Linked DNA regions of Sus scrofa: regions 1 and 2 are each linked to region 3. A link is a contact called in public HiChIP or PLAC-seq data. All regions are on one chromosome and are shown on one strand. The core of a region is the stretch at or near the end of the contact, and the rest is flanking DNA. Distances in the headings are between cores, read along the strand shown.

Region 1 (4,392 bases), core at 748-3,247, 41 kb before region 3:
TGTTTTGCTGTGAGCTGTGGTGTAGGCCAAAGATGAGGCTTGAATCCTGCATTGCTGTGGCTGTGGTATGGGCCAGCAACTGCTGCTCTGATTCAACCCCTAGCATGGGAACCTCCATATGACACAGGTGCAGCCTTAAAAAAAAATTTTTTTTTTAAAATACAGCATGATAGTGGCTATAGTTAATAATACTGTATTGAATGTATTGAATATGTGAAAATTGCTAAGAGTATATCTTAAAAGTTCTTATAAGAAAAAAATTTTTATAATCATGGTGACAGATATTAACTAAACATTGTGATGATCATTTCCCAATACATACGAATAAAGAATCATGAAGTGTTTACACCTGAATAATGGCCATGCTGTTGAGCCCCACAGCTTTATACTGAAGAATCAATATACTTGTCACTGCATATTGAAAAAGAAAACTCATCATCTGAACAGCTTAAAGATTTAATAAGTTAAACATCATGTCCGCTTTGGAGTCCCATGTTCTGACACCCCTCCCCCAAATGTTTCCACAGTGGTTTATTATGGAAATAACCCTTATGACACTCCAATTATTTAATCCCACTTCTATGCAACCCAGGGTCCTATATCTAAACACTACACAACACACTAAATAATCCTTACAGAAATTTTCCTTTAAAAAGTATTAAGGTTTGAAATTTTACCTGGACATTTTACATCCATAAAGTAAGAATTTGGACTCTGAACCAGACGTTTCTTTTTATGTTTTTTCTTCTCCTCTTCCAAGGAAGGATGCAGTAAATCTCTAGCCAACTGAATAAAAAAGCATATTATTACTACTAGAATGAAACCACAACTCTGGCAGATTTAATCATGGGCGAGATATACATGCAAAAATAGAATAACAGTCATACTCAGAAGAGGCGCGCGCTCTCTCTCTCTACATATATATATATATATATATATATAAAATTGTTTAAAGGCTGTTAACTTTCACTAATACTTTTTATAATGCTTGTGTTCTCCAAGTCCCATAAAGGGGCTTTACGACGATCGGGAAACATATGGTAAGGTCAGAGCCGTTCTTCTTCACTTTAACAACAGTCTCCAGTGAAAATAAAACTCGGGTGTTAAGTAAGAACGTGATCCCTGAACCCGCCGAGAGTAGAAATCGCCGAGGTAGATCCGATAGTGCCAACATCGAGATGATTTCTGCCCCCAGGGTTCAACATCTGATCTGACAAGAACTCTTAAGTGCCTGACGCATGACTGTCCTAGATAGAGTTAATGTGTATGGCAACAGCGAAGACAGTTTTTAAAAAGGAAACAAGTAGGAAATTTCTACGGAAAAGGCAGAGGAGGCAAGAACCACGAAGCGAAAGGAGAGCAAGAAGCCTCGCGGGTGCGCACCGGAACCCAAGAGAGCAGAGTTAAGTTACTCGGGAGCTGTCCCCTCCCAGCCACCGACTCCAGACCGTGCGCTCCACGCCCAAGCAGGGCCCGACACGCCGCGCCGCCCGGACAAGTCCCAACAAGTCCGCCACGCGCGAAAAGAGCCGCTTGATCGGCGCTGCCGAGCCGCGATCGGCAGGGAACCCCGGGGGCCCGCGGAGACATCGAGCTAGCCCACCCCAGGGACCCCTCGGCCGATGGAGACGGCCAAAACCAAAGCGAAGCCTGAAAGTAAACAACTCACAGGCATGTTGATCCTTTTGCAAAGCACAGCCCTTCCAGACAGCTATGCTATACCCTCGGCGAGCCGCACGCGACCTGGAGCGCGGCGTCAACTTCCGGGATAGAGGAGGCTGGGAGGAGCGGCGGGCGCGTCCACTCTAGGCTCTCCTCTCGGTGGTGGGAGCGGGCTCCGGCCGCGATCCCCGCGACCCGTCTAGGGGAGGTGCGGAGGGGCACGCCCATCCGAGCTCCCAAAGCCCGAGATCCTAGCGCGTCCCTAGGCTAGGGCCGCGGCCCTCAAAGCTTCACACCGGGCCGGTGGTGCCAGGGGCCAGGCTCAACTGGTGTATGGCGGGTAGGGAGCCACGTTGGGCCTCTGGAGCGCAGGCAACCACTGCAGAGCGGACCTGGCTGGGCACGCTGAGTGGCTGGTCCGAGAACCCCACGCCAAGCCCTCCACTCTCCTGCCGCTCTGCGGGCGGGCACGTGGGAGATGCCTATGTTCTGTTCGTGTGTGTATTAAAAACTGTGATTAATTAAAACCATTAAAATGTGCCAGTGAGATTATAAAAGACTCGTATACTTGCTCATCTGGCTTCCAAGGTACCGGTTGTTAAATTCTTTGCGGGATGCTGCTGTGCCTTGGGTTTGCCTGGCCCTGAAAACGGTTTTAACGAGCACCGATTCGCTGCCGGGCTTTGTTCTCCTTTCTATACTGGGGATCACACTTTGCAGAGCGAACAGCTCAGGCTGAAAAAACGGTTGAGTGTCACCGATAGCCAGACTTGAAATGTTTTTGCTGAGGAGGACAGTCCTGTGGATTGGGTGTGAGCGAGTCTGATCAAAAGCTTAGAAAACAGGGAGGCGCTTGACCAGAAAAGTGTCCAAAATAGACATTCTCGATCAGCTTTTATTTCTCTTCGAAAAAATAATCCATGTGTAATACACATTTAGGAAAGTGAAGAAAAAGAGAAGAAATTTAAACTCACCGTTGAGAAGTAAACATTTTAATATTTTGACCTATAGCCTTCCAAACATTTTTTTAGTCAGTTGCATATATGTTTGGGGTTTGGTTTTACGTAATTCATATCTCTTGCGCATATTCTTTTATAGACTTGCCCCCCATTACTGTATAATGAACATCACTCCGGCACTCTATATTATCCTACATTATGACTTCTAATGGGCACATAGCATTCATCCTGTGAATAATCCTCTTTTCATCCATACGCTAAATTGGACACTAGGGCTGGGGTTTTTTTTATACTATTGAAAATATTAGTTAATATATTTTCAGACAGATAAGTACATGGATTAATACAATTGCATATGCAGAATCATAGCCTCCAAAGATAATGTTTTCATCCCTAGAATGTGTGGTTATATGGCAAGTGTAATTAAGATTGCTTGGAGTTCCCATTGTGGCTCAGTGATTAACGAATCTGACTAGGAACCATGAGGTTGCAGGTTTGATCCCTGGCCTTGCTCAGTGGGTTAAGGATCTGGCGTTGTGGTGAGCTGCAGTGTAGGTTGCAGATGCGGCTCTGATCCCTCCTTGCTGTGGCTAAAGCTCCGATTAGACTCCTAACCTGGGAACCTCCATGTGCCGTGGGAGCGGCCCAAGAAATGGCAAAAAGACAATAAAATAAAAAAGCCACTAACTTTATGGCAATTTGTTATAGTGAAAATAGAAAACGAATACAATAATGAAGATCCCTCAACCCACCAACCAGCTCTGTCAAATCTTAACACATAGTACTCCATTTGCCAATTTTTCACTATTGAAATAGCACTCTAAGAAGCATTTTTGTGGCTGAGTCTTGTCCATCTTGATTATTTCCTTAGGATAAATTCCTAAAGGAGGAACTACTGAATCAAAAGTTCAGCACATTTTAAGGTTTATAATATAAACTGCCAAATTACTTTTACTCTCCAGAAAGTCAAACCAATTTACGATCCAGATATAAATGCTTGAGAATGCCCCTTTCTTTGCATCCTTGACATTATTGGATATTATGTTTTTTCCCTATCTCAGTCAATCCAAAAGAAAGAAATGGTATTTTTATCAGAATACCATGTATTATGGAATAGTAAATGAAATTTTGCTGTTAAGTCATCCATGAAAATTGAGAGCAGTTTTTTGCAAATGTCTGGATTTGTCATTATTTTCCCCTAAATGGAGGGACTATGTTGTGTTGTCAGCTCACTTGTGTGCCAAATGAAGACATTTTAGAGGTGTGTGCACATTCTCTTCTTTGCAAACTTACCTTACACTATCATCACCAATTGAAAAAAAAAACAAAAAAACCTGAAACAAACAGGTATGAAAGACTACTCTCAGGCTTTTCTTAACATCAAAAACATTTAATTTTTTGTAGACACTCACTAGGCTGTCTTCTTATTTTCCCATAGATAACAAAAAGAAGCAAAAACTTCACCATATCCTAGAGTTTGGGAACTAATCTGGAAAGTCTCTGAACACTTGCAGGGATAAGACAGAGTAGTAAAGGAAATTCAAAATCTCCTTGTGGCACAGTGGGCTAAGTATCTGACATTGTACTGCAGAGGCTTGTCCGATTCCTGGCCTGGGAACTTCCACGTGCTGCAAGCAAGGCCAAATAAATAAAGGAAATTAATTTCCCTGTAAGCTCAATCTCTTCTTTCTATCCAAGATCTCAGCTCTTTGCGCATAACTTCTATCCTTTTACCCTCCATTTTTCATTGTAGTAAAATACACATAAAATT
Region 2 (4,469 bases), core at 1,721-4,220, 40 kb after region 3:
AGTTATATTTTAGCAGTTATTATATGGTATTATAGTGACTTGTTATTTTGCCCTTTTATTGCCCAAAGACATCTTAAGGGTTAATTAGATCTTTCTATTTTAATCTATAAAGCCCTTTGAGATTCTAAAATATAGAGATTCCTTCAAATTATTCTTTTTTTTTTTTTTTTTTTGTCTTTGTTGTTATTGTTGCTATTTCTTGGGCCGCTCCCGCGGCATATGGAGGTTCCCAGGCTAGGGGTTGAATCAGAGCTGTAGCCAACGGCCTACGCCAGAGCCACAGCAACGCGGGATCCGAGCCGCGTCTGCGACCTACACCACAGCTCACGGCAATGCCGGATCGTTAACCCACTGAGCAAGGGCAGGGATCGAACCCGCAACCTCATGGTTCCTAGTCGGATTCGTTAACCACTGCGCCACGACGGGAACTCCCAAATTATTCTTAACTGCACTATTTTTTTATCTGTCACGCATGTGTTTGTAGCTCAGAGAAAAATTGGAAATACTTCCTAATTTCTAAAATTTCTTATCTTTTGTTAACATGCTTAGATTTTATGAGTTCAGCTGCCTTATGAGGAGTACCAAGAATTGAATTTAAATAAATAATAAATAGGAAATTTCAAAACAGCATAAAGATGTTCAGCTTTTTCAGCAGGAAGTCGTAGTAAGTGTTACTTTTGATTTACATCATAAATGGCATTTCATTTATCTCTTCCTATTTAGAGGAGAAGAACCAAAAAATCTGCAAACTTCTTGTCTGGTTTTTTTGTTTGTTTGTTTGTTTGTTTGTTTTTGGCCATGCCTGCACCATAGGAGGTTCCCAGGCCAGGGACTGATCGTGAGCCGCAGCACTGACCCAAGCTGCTGCAGTGACACCTCCAGATCCTTAACCTGCTGCACCAGTCTTCTTTTTACTGTGTCATGTGTCCTTTCCTTTAAGGGCAGATTATATCCACAGACCACTTGTTAGTCTACCTTAAAAAAGAAAAAAAAAAATTCTTGGAATTCCCGTTGTGGCGCAGTGGTTAACGAATCCGACTAGAAACCATGAGGTTGCAGGTTCGGTCCCTGGCCTTGCTCAGTGGGTTAAGGATTCGGTGTTGCCGTGAACTGTGGTGTAGGTCACAGACGTGGCTTGGATCCCCTATTGCTGTGGCTGTGGTGTAGGCTGGCAGCTACAGCTCCGATTAGACCCCTAGCCTGGGAACCTCCATGCCACTGGTGGAGGCCTAGAAAATACAAAAAGACCAAAAAAAAAAAAAAATCTCCTTTCCAATGTTGGATTTAACAAAACTAACATATTTGGCTGTCAGTGATCATAAAACCCAAAGAATAGTTCTAAATATATGCAGCAAAGTTGTTACTTGGTGGAAATAATGCTTTTATGAACTTATAGAATGTGTATTTTAAAAAGAACAATGTTGGGGAGTTCCCACTCTGGCACAGTGGATTAAGAACCTGATGTTGTCTCCATGAAGATGCAGATTGAATCTTTGGCCTCTCTCAGTGGGTTAAGGATCCAGCATTGCCACAAGTTGTGGTATAGGTCTTGGATGAGGCTCGGATCTGGTATTGCTGTGGCTGTGGTGTAGGCCAGCAGGTGCAGCTCCAATTCGACCCCTAGCCTGGGAATATCCATATGCTGTAGGTGTGGCTGGGGAAAAAAAAAATGTTGGGAGTTCCCTTGTGGGTCAGTGGGTTAAGGATTCAGCTTTGTCACTGCTGTGGCTCTGGTTACTCCTGTGGCGCAAGTTAGATTCCTGACTCAGGAACTCCCCCCACCCCAAAAACCCCCACAAATAAACAAATAAAAAATAAATAAACAAATAAACCTCTCTTTCAATCTAAGTAACATTCTTTTTTTTTTTTTTAGGGCCAAACCCATGGCATATGGAAGTTCCCAGGCTAGGTGTCAAATTGAAGCTGTAGCTGCTGATTTATGCCACAGCCACAGCAATGCCAGATCTGAGCTTCATCCAAGATCTACAACACAGCTCATAGCAATGCCAGATCCTTAACCCACTGAGTGATGCCAGGGATCAAACCCAAGTCCTCTTGGATACCAGTTGGGTTCATTACCACGGAGTCACAACATGCTTAAATTTTGTTTTTACTTTTATACTTTTTTTTCCAAGTCCTTTATTTTGGAAAAATAATGTTTTAAAGCTTCAATCTATGGCTTATATTTTTTCCTATTTCACTAATCTGTTTTTCCAATTAGGAATTTTTACCTAATTATCCTAAAGTCAACCACTCTAAAATTTTATTATTCTCCATATGTAAAAGTCCACAGAAAAAGCATAAGCAAAATATGATTGTTAAAGTTTCAAAACTGGCAGGATCCATCTACACTATATCCTCATCATTAATAATACAAATCTTGAGTAAGGAAATGAATGTAGCATTTCTTTAAAGTGGATTTCAATATTTGAGAAACTTTTTCTTTTCTATTTATGGAATATCTCTGAAATGTAAATAGACAAACTGCATAACTCATATTCAGAGAGCCTGGAATCATAGATGTTTGTTGTTCCCAAATGTACTGTTGCAACAAAGTACATTTTTTTCTTTTTAACTGTAAAAGCACAGTGTTAAAACTTCTGCTTCTTAAAGTAGGTCAGAGGGGATAGATGACCCTTGTTTTTTCTCGCTTGATGTGTGTCATGGGGTTAAAACCACGCATTGCAGTCTTACATTGCCATTCATCAAAAGGCTAAATGTTCCAGAAATCTGATTTTTTTTCCCCATGGCTCTCTTGCCTTTAGCCACATTAAGACTTTTAGAAGAGTATCAGTGGGAATCTCATGTTTAAAACCTCAGTTGAAGGAGGGTCCCTACTGTTTCTCCACCCCCAAATTTCCTGGGCCAGGCAGCAAACTTCCCCAAGCAACCTGAGATGAAGAGAGAGCAGAGTGTGTTCTAAGCTCCAGCACCCGCAGAGCAAAAATGCATCGGGTCACAGCTTGCTGAAGGTCAAGACAACTGGCTGGCCCCAGAGAGTTAGTCTCTCCTCGTGGTTTTTCCCACACTCCAGCGGTGGTACCCTTTAGCCCATTTACAAACCCTGGCCACCTCCCCATTCTCTTGAAACTGAGAAGGTTATGTTTTATATCTGTTGGCTGAGTAATTTGACTTCCGTGTGAAAGAACTTTGTCCATCTGTTCATTCTCCATGTTAAATCATGTCATATTTGCAGAAGGAAAGGAAGCACAAGACCACTCATTCCAAGCTCCCTTTCTCTCTAAGGTCTGTTAACTGTGGACTTGGGCCAGATTCAGAGTTTCCTCCTCTTTATTTTACTAGCCGAGCCCTCCCTCAGCTGCCTCCAAGTACACCTCTGGTTTCTGAGAACTAACTGCTAAGCAGTGCTTTGGGCAAGTGCTTAGTCCCTTATCCCCTCGGTAGAGCCCCAGTGCCAGCTCTGCCAGCTCTTGTTCCTGTGGGTTACCCTGAACCATACAGAGGCCTCAAAAACCACTCAGAGGTGCATGGCACCCCGCCCCACCCGATTCCCCCAGCCTGAACCTCTTCTGATGGAAAATCAGAGTTCCTTTGTTCCCCTCCTACAGTGCCACTGCCAGCAGTGACCACATGTGCATTCTTTGATGGTCCTTGGCCTAAATGGAAGCTCCTTTTCTTCCAGGCAGGGAAGAAAATGTCCTTGAACCCCCACTGGAAATCTGAGTGGCCAGAACTCCTTGCTACCCCAAGCCCCTCATCTGCCCCCTCACTTTCTGAACCTGATTTGGTCTTGCTATCCCCCCATAGCTGGTCACCAAGGCCCTCTGTATATTGAACAAGTTGGAGAGGGAGTGGTGCTTGCTTTTCCCTAGGCTGAATCTTCTCAGATGCCTGTAAAATTTTTTTTTTTTCTTCTGCCATGTGCCTCTCTCCTTAGGCCATTTTTCCAGGTAACTAATCATTGCTTTTTTAGAAGTATGAACAATTTCAGGCATACAAAAATCTACCTAATATAAAACATTCCCATGTCCATGTATCACCACTCACTTTTAGAAATAATAAATTGAGTCCAAGTCTCCATGAACCCCTCCCTAATCTATCCTTTTCTATTTCTCTCCAGAAAAAAACAGCTATTTTGATTTTGTTCATAATCATTCTCATGCATTTTAACATACTTGTTTTTGTTTGGTTTTGACCACGCCTGCGACATGCAGAAGTTCCCGGGCCAGGGATCAAACTCACACCACAAGTAGTGACAATGCTGGATCCTTAATCTGCTGTGCCACTATGTGGGAACGTAAAATGTGGGAACGCCCACATTTTAAAATACTTTAATTACACATGGGTGGATGTATAAATGATACATACTGTTGTTTTTGGTATTGAAGTTTTACAGAAATGGTTTGACTCTGTGCATTTCTGCAGTTGCTCTTTTCACTTGTCATTGTTGTGAGAGTCACTCAGTGTTGATACACATGGCTTTTGCTCACTGCTCCCTGGTCTTTCCT
Region 3 (4,329 bases), core at 1,756-4,255:
GACTAAGAAAGGTGACATGTCTCTCACTTAGCAATTTATTTTTATTTTTTGCTTTTTAGGGCTGCACCTGTGGCATATGGAGGTTCCCATGCTAGGGGTTGAATTGGAGCTGCACCTGCCGACCTACACCACAGCCACAGCAATGCAGGATCTGAGCCACATCTGCGATCTACACCACAGCTCAGAGCAATGCCAGATCCTTAACCCACAGAGCGAGGCCAGAAGCTGCAACCTTGTGGTTACTAGTCGGATAAGTTTCTGCTGTGCCACAACAGGAACTCTTCTTGCAGCAAGTTAAACCAGTTCAAGAATACTCGAATTAATTTGAAGATTTGCCTAGAGAACACACAGGCCCTCACGAATATGTTTGTAGATTCTTGGGGGTCAAAGACCCCAGAGATGAATAAACTACTGTAAGAAGTGAATAATGGCCCTTGGAATTGTGCAACATGGCAGTCCTCCTTGCTACCATGACGAAAGCCAGATTGGGAACAAAGTAAACATATAGAGGAGGGCAGTAACAAAATAATACAGGAAAATGAACTAGAGCGCTGGTCAAACCAGCCTGAAGCTCACATAGACCTCACATCAGAGAGACGTCCTTTCAGCATCATCACCATCATTAAAAAATTCACAAGGAAGGATTCAGTTTGACCTTGCCTGGCCATATGCCCACCTCTGTGGCCAAAGGAATAATTTACCATAATTCACAGCCACCAGTGGGGGAGGAGAAGCTTCCCCAAAGCAGGAAGAAAGAGTGCTGACCAGACAAAAACCGCAGCAGGGGAAACTCCTTGGACAGCTAGATTTCTGTAAGTCAAGCTGCCATGTACATGCTGACCTTATCAAAGGCTTCAATAAACATTTACAGCATCAAGTAGAAAGTGCTGGTCTGCCTAGTGTTCTGCATGATGCAGCATTGCAAGGGTGAGTTTGAGCAACTGGCAAGAAATATTGATGTGGTTTTCTCAAAACACAGTAACATGCCACTTGGAGAAAGGAAAGAAAGTGGCAACCAGCTGAAGGTACTTGTGGTACCCTCAGCTATACGAATATGCATATTGTCCAGTCTCTGGAGCAAAGTGCCTTGATTCAGTAGTAGTTACTACCACCAAAATCTGATCTTTAAGTAACATGCTGTTATACTAAATACGAAGATTCATAATTCAGAAAAGCAAAATATTATATTCTTCTCGAAGTAGTGTCAATATATCAAAATGCTTGAATGGTTCAACAGTGGTGCATAGACTTATTAGCTAGAAAGTCCCAATGATATATATATTTGCTAATAGAAAAAACTGGGGAAGTGAAAACAAGACTAAAAAAAACTTTTTAAAATTTCCATCAATTAACAAAATTCCCCTAAGGAAACTTAGGGACTTTAAAATTCCTAACCCTAGCTTCTCTTATGAATTTCAGTTCTTTGCCACATCAGTGTGTTCTTTTAAAAAATTTTTTTGGCCATGCCCACGGCATATGAAAGTTCCCAGGCCAGGGATTAAATCCACGCCATTGCAGCTACCCAAGCTGCTGCAGTGACAACACCACATCCTTAACCCGCTTTAGCACAAAAGAATTCCCAAGTCAGTGGGTTCTTATTCATACAGAGAGAGAATGCCAATGATTGTGTGTAGCTAGAGCAACTACAAGTTATTTTAATCACTACATATTTTATAAAAGAAAGAAGATTCCCGTGGTCTTTGAAGGGTTTTTTTTTTCCTCCCCTCTTTTCCAGAACGAAGAGGAAGGTATAGTACTGAGCTGTCCACATTTCTTCGGCCTTGGCTGAGGCCAGATTCACAGACGTGTTCAAGAACTGGCAGGGGCAGGGAGGCTCAGCCTGTGCCAAAAGGCAGAATCCCTCCTCATTAGGGGTTGGGTTTCTGCCACTAGTGAGTGAGAGAGGCCTGGACCCATACATTCACAAAACAAAGAATAATAGTCTAAGACAGTAAATAAAGGATTAAGTTGGGTATAACAGAAGGCTGCTGTCCTCCATTTGTCATCCATTAAGAGAGAACCACAGAAGGCTGAAGAAGGTAACCATCATCACCGACATTTCTACAATGCCTTGAGGATTTCAAAGTGCTTTCACATTCAGTACCTCACTTATTTTTTTCCTACAACCCTATGAAACAGCTTGTTTTTTCAGATGAGAAAACTGAGGTGCAGAGAGCCTGTGTGTTGGTAAGCTGCTGAAACAAGACAAAATCCAAATCTTATCCTCTAGATTCTCATGTTCGTAGTTCCTCTATTGCACGATGCTTGCAATTTTATAGGGCAAGACCTGTAACAGAAGCCTTAAAAATTTCATTTCCCCGATTTTTTTTTTTTTTTTTTTTTGGTCCATCCTGCTGCGGGTGGTGGGGGAGTGGGGTAAGCGGTATGCACAGCAGATCCTCTAAATTACCCACTGTACTTGGTTCTGCTCTGGAGGCGTAAGGAGAACAGGAGTGGGGTTCAAGTTAGAACGGCAACCATTCTTTTCAAGCTCTATAACTGAGGGTCTGCAGGAGAGGGCTTAGACGTGGTGCTGGGCAGGAACTGCAGGAAAAGCCAGATAAGGCGCTCTGCAGATAATCCACAGGCTGCGCCACGGCAGCGTGAAGGAGAGAAAGCATCTCAGTTCTGGGTCCCAGTAGAAGAGATGAGGGAACCGAAGGACTCCGATTCCGAGGTCCTGGAATTGAAAGGCGCTGGCACACAAAGAATAGACGAAGTTAAGTTCCGGTGGCGCGACCTGCGGAGTTGGAAACCTGGCCTCACATCTTAGCTCAAGTGGAAACGCCTAATCCCCAATCATCCCGCCCAGAACGGATCTTCTTTTTATCCTCTGGGGGCCCGGGGACAGCCTGCCGGGGGAACGCCCGTAGCTCCTCAAAGAACTACAGATCCCATACAGCATGGGGGCACCGGCGGTGATGACGAAAACCCCGAGGATTGGTCACGAGGGGCGGGGCGCGCAGGCCGTCTCCGAGGAAGGGGGCGGGGAGAGGGGCGGGGCGATCGGTGGCTCAGCGGGCACGCCCCCTGGCCCGCGGCACCCTCCCCGCCTCTCTCTGCCGCTCCTTTCGCTCCCCGGTCAGAGGGCCGGAGAGAGAAGATGGCGAAGACGTATGATTATCTGTTCAAGCTGCTGCTGATCGGCGACTCGGGCGTGGGCAAGACCTGCCTCCTATTCCGCTTTTCCGAGGACGCCTTCAACACCACCTTCATCTCCACCATCGGTGAGGGAGGGGACGCGGCCGGGGACGGGGAGTGAGAAATGGGGGGCGGGTGCGAGGGGCCGAGAGCGTGCGGGGGGGTGGCTCGGGAGCCCCAGGGAGGGGACCCTGGGAACGGCAGGGCGGCGAGGTCCGTGGGAAAGGGGCAGGCGGGGACATGAGCTGGTGTGTGGGGGGAGAGGTTGAAGGGAGGAACTTGGGGGTAAAGGAAGGGGAAGGGGAACCAGAGGAACAGGACTAGGGGTATTTGGGGAAATGAGAGAGTTGGGAGTGTGACAGGGAGGCGTCTTAGAGGGACAAAGTGTGTGGGGGGGGCACACAGGAAACCTCCTGGAGAGAGATAAAGGGTAGTGGGTGTGAAACGGATTGAAAGACAGGAAGGAGGAAGGAAATGTGAAGGGGGAAATGAAGGGTTAGGGGAATGGGAATGGGAGGTCCATGAAGTAAAGGGACAGAGGACACAAGGGACAAGAGAGGTGAGAACCTGGGAATCCGAGCAGGATTCAGGGGAATGAGTGATCAGGAGGTGAGCGATGAGGGGCACTGGTTACAAGAAATCTGGTCAGAGATATCATGGGAAGGGGCAGAAGAAAACTGCAGGTAGGAGAAGAGTTTAGGACACCAGAGGACAGAATAGAATGAGGATACTTGTTGGAGAAAGTAAAGGAGAGCTGAGTGTGAAACAGAAAGGAAAAAGGGAAGCAGAATATACAGTAGAGAGGCTGAGTGGAGCAGAGATGGGAAAGGGTGAGGAAATGGAGAGTAGGACTTTCTCCAGTAACTGGGAGCACTGGTTACCATTTTCTCTCTTTGGATAAAGTGCAGGAGAAAGAGCAGAAAATGACGAGTAATGGGATACTGTCTATGGAGTTTTAAATTATTCTGTGAGTGTTAAATCAGCATTAAGAGAATTGGTGACTTTGGGAATGGTGTGGTCAGGAACATTTGGTTCATTCCTTCACTATCTCCTGAGAAGCTGTACTTGACAATTTTCAAAATTCTTAGCCTTGAAGGTTTAGTAACTTCTCAGCTGAGGAATTGATCTTAGGTTCTATCTGCATCCCTGTACATTTTCCTTTGGTTTTAGTTATTACTTGCTAAATGG

Evidence for each region. HiChIP or PLAC-seq counts read pairs in DNA pulled down with a chosen protein or histone mark.
Region 1: a contact with region 3 is called in an H3K27ac HiChIP or PLAC-seq map of alveolar macrophages. The contact joins the promoter of RPS27L here to the promoter of RAB8B in region 3. A contact is called at or near these places in 11 of 47 Hi-C or Micro-C datasets (alveolar macrophages, blood, brain and 6 more) and 2 of 2 datasets of contacts at active chromatin or transcription factors (alveolar macrophages and skeletal muscle).
Region 2: an H3K27ac HiChIP or PLAC-seq map of alveolar macrophages shows a contact between it and region 3. The contact joins the enhancer-like site here to the promoter of RAB8B in region 3. A contact is called at or near these places in 4 of 47 Hi-C or Micro-C datasets (alveolar macrophages, brain, embryonic fibroblasts and 1 more) and 2 of 2 datasets of contacts at active chromatin or transcription factors (alveolar macrophages and skeletal muscle).

Annotation. Positions count from the first base shown.
Region 1 is chr1:108,878,935-108,883,326 of Sscrofa11.1, reverse strand. It overlaps RPS27L (40S ribosomal protein S27-like), which reads right to left and starts at 1,997. Exons shown (of 4, transcript XM_003480338.3): 1 at 1,670-1,997; 2 at 678-786. The coding sequence starts at 1,675.
Region 2 is chr1:108,798,467-108,802,935 of Sscrofa11.1, reverse strand. All of the region lies in intron 1 of RAB8B (ras-related protein Rab-8B), which reads left to right. Among named protein-coding and RNA genes, the nearest start is that of APH1B, 37 kb to the right of the region's middle. Within about 2 kb of position 2,970, at least 16 of the 83 cell types and tissues checked have an H3K27ac peak or open chromatin away from gene starts, as enhancers often do. A contact at or near this core is called in alveolar macrophages, where this site is marked.
Region 3 is chr1:108,838,898-108,843,226 of Sscrofa11.1, reverse strand. It overlaps RAB8B (ras-related protein Rab-8B), which reads left to right and starts at 3,005. Exons shown (of 8, transcript XM_001929029.7): 1 at 3,005-3,227. The coding sequence starts at 3,104.